Linked DNA regions of Gossypium hirsutum: region 1 is linked to region 2. The links are chromatin contacts, called in public Hi-C maps. All regions are on one chromosome and are shown on one strand. The core of a region is the stretch at or near the end of the contact, and the rest is flanking DNA. Distances in the headings are between cores, read along the strand shown. Region 1 has its middle 4.4 kb from the start of LOC121222477. Region 2 holds the start of LOC107915134 (reactive oxygen species modulator 1).

Region 1 (3,413 bases), core at 559-3,058, 79 kb before region 2:
TGGCGGGCTTTGGCAAAGATGGCGTTGTAGAAATATGAGTCAAGGTGGAGATTTGTTAAGTATGACTCCTATTTTAGTCAAATTAGAAAAATAATCTTTTAGTTAAACTCTGTTTATTTATTTCAGTCAAACACTGATTAGTTTAGATTATTTTATTATTATTTGACATATGAATTTAGCCTATAAATAGGCTCTTTTACAACCTTAAGAAATGCACCCATTAGATTAGAACTCATAACACATTCAGAGAATTTTGTATTTACGTTTTTTCGGGTTCTTTGTTTTTCGAGTTTTCGGGGTTTAGTTTTATCTCCATCTTTTGTACTCTTCATTCTTTTGCCATTATAATAAAATTATCTTTGCCCGTGGTTTTTTATCCTCTTTGGAGGAGTTTTTCCACGTTAAATTTGTGTGTTTATCTTCTCAATTTCTTCTACTATTTTTACTTGTTCGTTGCTTAATCGGGACGATCCCTAACATTTACAATGGCTTCTTCTTCTTCGTTGAACTCTTTAGAGGATAGGGCCACCAAAAAAATTCGTATGCGTAGCAATGATGTGGGGGAGGAAGATCTCCTTATGGCGGTGGACGAAATTGGGATTTCTATTGGTATTAAAAAGCCTGCTAACTTAGGAGTTTCTTTCAAAGACATGTTGCTTGGTGCTTCGAGTGATACAGAAAAGAATATGATCGAACAAGATAATGATGACTTACAACTTCTTGATGGAGATGTTACCACGGGAACAGAGGATGGTTTACCCTCAATTCGTTTCTTTGATAAGGTTCATCAAATCTTATATCAAGGTACGTTTCATACGGTTGTGGTTAAACTTTTGGAAAGGAAAATAGGTTTCCAAACACTCTCGAACAAAATCTATCACCTTCGGAAACCAACTATCCCCTTAAAATTATGGACTTGGAAAATGATTATTTCATGGTGAAGTTCCAAGAGGAATTGGATTATACTTGGACCCTCATTGCAGGACCTTGGATTGTTTTTGGACAGTATTTAACGGCTCAGCCATGGACAGAATCCTTCTCCACTTCCCAACCATTCCCTCCAAAGTGATTGTTTGGATTTGACTTCCGGGAATTCTTGGTTTTATGTATCGACAGAGTGTTTTAAAGAGCATCGAGGAGACGATTGGGCATGCGATAAAATTGAATGTTAACACTGGTAGTACGCAAAAGGGTCGTTTTGTTCGTATGACAATTTTGCTTGACCTTAACAAGCCATTGGTTTTCATTCAACATGTTGAATCATTCCAATATTTGTTTTTCTTGTGGACATTTTGGTCACTTCAAAGATTCTTGCTCCTCCGTTTCCAACCGTGTTCCAGTGTTGGGGGAAATGAACCAAGAAAATCCGATTTTGTATGAGAACAAGAACGACTCGGATATGTTTAGGCCATGGATGATGGTTAATCAAGAGAATAATAGACTTGACCGAAAATCAACACTTGGACTGGAAGAAAGGAAAGTAACAGGATCAGTGAGATCTCACTTTTAACATTCTCCATGATTTGATGGATGGGAACCAAGCAATTAATGGGGAATCTAATCCCACTGATTCAGCAAAGTTGAAAGGTAAAGGGGTTGCCATTTATAAGAACCCCTTAGGTGAAGAAGGGCCAACTCCCAGGGATAGTGATGAACAGATTCAGGATTTTGGGGTTCCACGATCGCTTGTAGAAGAAATTGCTATGGGTCAAGGGCTGGATCAAGAAAAATGGATAAGGCGTTAGGCCTGGTAGACCCAAACGTTGTTGGTTCCTCCAAAACGGTTAATGGGGCTTCCAAGCAAAATGCCAAAGTTTCTACTGGATCTCAAAAACATGAGAGTTATGGGCATTTTAGGATGGGTTCCAGGCCTGGTGGTTCTAAATATTCCCTATAGGCTATCTCTCTCATTTCTATCGAATTGAACCCAACTTCTTATTTGTGTATCGAAGGCGACGTTAATTATAAAGAAACCCCTGTTCGCATTTCACATGATAATTCCAATAGGGAATTAAATTTGTTAACCCAAGGCACTTCACGCAATTCAGTAGAAAAATCTAATGTGCCTACCTTAAATCCAGAATTTCATTTAGTGATTAAATTTGTAGAAAATCATGATCCCAATTCTCATTCTACTGGTATGAATTCGTCTGCTTCCTTTTCTTTTTCAAAAATTGGAAACCTTAAAATTTTTAAGAACGGGTCTCACAATATATAGGATAAAGACAGCAAATTCAAGGTGAAGGTAGTCGGTCGTGATTCTGTTGCTGAAGTTATGACGAAATTCGTTGATAGGACCAGTTCAAAAGGCTTGATTGCAAAGGAAAATAACTTTCAAGGGGTACCTCCTGGTTCTAATGAGATGACTACCTTAGATGTTTAAGGTGGATTTGTTGATGTTTGTCTTTCACTTTATGGTTTGTCAGATGTTACCAAGTATTTTTGTATGAAATTGTCAAGGGTATACATCGCCTAAGTTTGTTAACGTGGTTAGAGATTACTTTGCTGAATTTAATGTTGATGTTGCGACATTTCTTGAAACTTGAGTCAGCGGTTCGAAGGTTGATAGAATCATTTCTAAAATTGGTTTGGATTGTTCTCACAAAATTGAAACTAGAGGCTATGTTGGGGGTTTATGGATTTGTTGGAGAAATACTGTTCAGATCCAAACTATTCTTAATGATCCACGGTTTATTCTTTGTTGTACGAGAAAACAAGGGGGATCCAAAAGTGTTTTAGGTACCAATTGGATCATATTGCTCAATCCATTTCCAAGCCATGGGTTTTGTTGGGGGACTTCAATTCAGTGTTGTCTCCAGATGAAAAGAGGGTGGTCGTCCTATTTTTTCTGGGTGCAAGTTATCTCAGGTATTTATCCTTAGTAATAGTTTGATGGATCTTGCCTTTAAAGGTCTAGAGTTCATGTGGAAAAGAGGGGTTATCTTTGAAAGATTAGACCGAGCAATTAGTAATAGTGAATGGAGTCAACTTTATTCAAATGATTTTTTCTTCCATCTTCCTCATTTCAAATCTGATTACAGACCAATTTCCTTATCTTTTTCTAGTCTCAGTCAAGTTGTTCAATCGAGACCTTTCCGATTTCTTGCATCTTGGATTTCTCATTCGAATTTTAACAATTTCGTCTGTGATATTTGGAGACATGATACTGATATTATAGTTAATCTCACTTCTCTTACCACAAACCTTAAAAAGTGGAATTTTGATGTTTTCAGGCACATTATCAGAAGAAAACGGTCGATTGCCCATCGTATTGGTAAAGTTCAAGTTGTTTTAGATTGTAGATGTTCCGGGTACCTTATAAATATTGAATCAAAGTTACGTTTAGAATATGAAAATATTCTTGATGAAGAAGAATTACCCTGGAAACAAAAATCGAGGATGGATTGGGTCCA
Region 2 (3,646 bases), core at 202-2,701:
GTATTAGAAAGGTCAAGGTTTTGGGATTTGATAGTTTAAGCTTGAGTTTCACCATCAACAATTATTAGATTATTATTCTGGTTTTAAGTCTTATCATGTGGATCATGTTCGGATATATTTCAATCTTTAGTTCGTTGTGATTTATATAGTTTGTTATTCTAGTTATGGTTTGTCAAACATGTATCATTTATGATTTGTCTTCAAAAAATAATTTGATTTTTATAAATTAAACAAAATAAACTTTCAACCTTATAAGAAAAGGGTAAAGCCCTATAGCAATGTGACTAACCTAACTCGAATTCAGACTACACTTGAGACGCTGCTGAAACTCTAACTATCAAGTTAACACATGGGATTCTTCAACCCTAAGTTTTGACTCTATCTAATTGAAACCCAACTTTCTTGGCTGGCTATATTGGATTACATCTTTACTTTTTTCTTATCTCTTTTCAATATGATCTCATCAGTGCTATTATATGGATTTTTCATTTTTGTCTAGTAAAATTTTTATTTAAAATTATTATATACAAATATATTTTAATTTAATATATTGTATGTGATTTTACGCATTTAATATTAGATAATTTTTTAAATATTGAACTTTTAATTGTAGTAATTAAAGTTAAGTAATATTTCTTATTTGAATTATTGAATATAATTCAAATATATTAACTTATTAATTCAAATATTACAATAGGAAATTTTCAAATCATAATTAAAACATTTTTAACATATTCAACTTATGATATAGTTATATTTTATGTAATTAATGCTAATATCAATTAAGTGATAATTAAGATATTTATAATATTTTATATAAATAAAATTAGCACAACTTCTATTTTAAAATTAATACAAAATTTTTCAACTAATAAGTGTAAATGAATTATAATTATTTTTAAATGTATATATATCAAATTATATATTAGATATAGATTAATAAGTTAAACTTTGAAAAATATTTGAAAACACTGGTAATATAATTAAATTTAATAATTTTAAATATAATATAAAAAAGCGGTATATTTATGGATTATTGGACGAGATTAAAAAAAGTGTCATATATCATTTTTAGTTTTTAAATTCAAAAAAATATAACTAAAAGATTGTGAAATTAAGAAAAGTTCTTAATAAATATAAAAATAATATAATAATTTAGTGTATTTAGTATAAATAGTATATTTATTTTAAATATTTTAACATGTTTTCTAATTTATAATAGGATTAAGATAACATTTAGTATCTAAACTTAACACTTTTTTTTAATTTACTAAGATTTTTTTATCCAATTTGGTACTTGATATTTTTTTTCTTAATTTAGTACCTAAACTTGACATTTTTTTTAATTTGGATAGAAAAATCATACATACCAATTTGAGGGAAAGTGAAAATTTGAGGGGCTAAATGAATATTTAAGCATTGTAAAAATTATCAAATCTAATTCTGACTATTTTGAAGCTGAGTAATATTTTAAATTAAATATTTTAATAAGTTTTATGGTACAAAAACATAAAAAAAAGTAGAAGCATCCGACAATCTAAGCATCTAAGCCTAACCGAACTCGCAGAAAACCTAAACAAACAAAACAAACGGAAAACAAGGGAAGACGTTATACTGAGCCGACATGGCAAGGGACAGCTGCTTGGCTCGCGTCACCGCTGGGGTCGCCGTCGGAGGCGCTGTTGGCGGCGCCGTTGGTAAGTTTCCTATTCTTCCACTGCTCGGTAAAACCCTAAACCTCATTCCTCTGTTTTAGTTAGCTACTGAAAACATTGAAACCAATAATTTTACTTCAATTACAATAGCAATAGCTATAATTATGGGCTTAGAATTTTAGAAGTAAAATGTTTAGATTTCTGAACCTAAGGCTTTTTTAACATATATAAAGTATTTTAATAGTACTTTTTTCTATTTTTTTTCTTTACTGATTTAGCTGATTGTTTGCAAAGAAAATTACGAGTAAAAGGAAAACCCCAAACTCGAAGAATTTTTTTTATTTATTTTATAAAAAAAAATCAATGTGAAACAAAAGCCCCCACTTTTTGTTTAAGAATGGATGGTGGTTTTTTTCTTTTCAGTATTACACTATTACACTATTGCACCATTATGCATGCTATTTTCTTATTTCCTAGTAAAAAGAGGGAGAAAAAAAAACAAATAAAGGATAATATTTATGGTCCTAATTTTGTACAAATGTGGAAAATTGGTTCTTTTATTAACTCTTTTTATGGATGGCCAAAGAGGAAAAAGAAAGGCTGACCTAATGATTTTTGGTTAGCTAAATACTTGTTTTGACGTTTCTCTCTCTCTCTCTTCTTCTTACTGTTGATTCTTTAATTTCTTTCATGCTTAAGTGTCTATGCTTATTGTGACATTGAAAAGCGATTTTGTGGAATATGTGTTTAAATGATCAAGCAATTATCTTGTTGATAGTATGTTTCAATTGGTTCACTTGAGAAAATATAGTGTGCTTAAATTGAAAAGAAATGATTCAGAGACAAAAGTATTGTTATTTGTAGTTTTGGGATCTAGAACTGTGCCATTGTTACTTTTTTGGCATATGTCAAAGCACAATGCAAATCCCTTTACAGCTAATGACAGGGAGCTTGTCCTCTTGCATTCGGTAAATCTCAAACCGTCCGTCCCAAGGCTTTCAAACCCAGACCTTTAGTTGGAAGTTAAAGTTCTAAGCATTAGGGACATAGTGTTGGAGTTCAATGCATCTGCTCATAGTTTTCAACTATCGAGGAACATGCAACACCACTACTTCGTAGAATACTTGGTATTTAAAGAAAGAGTTGGAATTCTAGGATAATGTGCTCGACACCCATGTTTGATCTATGGAGATTTGATCCTCCTAGGATTGTCCAAATGTAATAAAGAAACTTGAAAGAGTCGGCCTACCTGTGTCGGATATGTACTCGAATTTGACACTCACCTGAATATGAGTAACATAGATGTGCTTGAATGTCCTTAGAGGTTAGAAGAATGAAGATGATTAGCATAAAATTAGGCTGCTCGACGGAGGTGGTTTCAAGGACAGGGTCTGCTATTAGTACCACCTTTTAAATGCAACTATTCTACCTTATTGCAAATATTTCTTTCCAAGATCCAATATTTCTGACGGTTCTTTTAATTATTTATTGCACCGTGTTACATCACGTAAATTTGTTTATGGTCATGAAATAGGCACATTTATGTGACTTTGCTTGTGCAGGTGCTGTTTATGGGACTTATGAGGCAATTAGGTACAAGGTAATGTCCAATATTTTCCTTTTATGTCAAGAGAGGTGATAAAACTATCATGGATATATATGATTCATATTTCTATAGCCCATGCAATGATTATGTCGTGTTTTGCTGTTTTTCCTACTTCTGTGGTGACGGAGGTAGTAGTTAAAGATATCCGGCCACGCAATGGTATAAAATGGCTGTGTATGTCAATATTCATATTTTCGAGTTGTGCAGGTTCCAGGACTGCTGAAGATTCGATATATTGGGCAAACCACATTGGGCAGTGCAGCAATATTCGGACTTTTCTTGGGTGCAGGGAGCCTAATCCATTGTGGGAAGTCCTACTAAACCAATTCATTGTTTGTCTTGAAGACCTTGAGAATGTATTTCTCAGAATGGTGCTTAGCTTTAG

What was found. Hi-C and Micro-C count contacts between places; a contact is called where the count stands out from the background.
Region 1: a contact with region 2 is called in a Hi-C map of leaf, with 2.7 times the contacts expected there. The contact joins the enhancer-like site here to the promoter of LOC107915134 in region 2. A contact is called at or near these places in 2 of 34 Hi-C or Micro-C datasets (callus and leaf).

Annotation. Positions count from the first base shown.
Region 1 is chrD10:55,914,001-55,917,413 of Gossypium_hirsutum_v2.1, reverse strand. No RefSeq gene overlaps it. Among protein-coding and RNA genes, the nearest start is that of LOC121222477, 4.4 kb to the right of the region's middle. Within about 2 kb of position 1,808, at least 9 of the 9 cell types and tissues checked have an H3K27ac peak or open chromatin away from gene starts, as enhancers often do. A contact at or near this core is called in leaf, where this site is marked.
Region 2 is chrD10:55,834,574-55,838,219 of Gossypium_hirsutum_v2.1, reverse strand. LOC107915134 (reactive oxygen species modulator 1) reads left to right here and starts at 1,451. Exons shown (of 3, transcript XM_016844282.2): 1 at 1,451-1,697; 2 at 3,218-3,255; 3 at 3,469-3,646. The coding sequence starts at 1,625. The coding sequence ends at 3,582.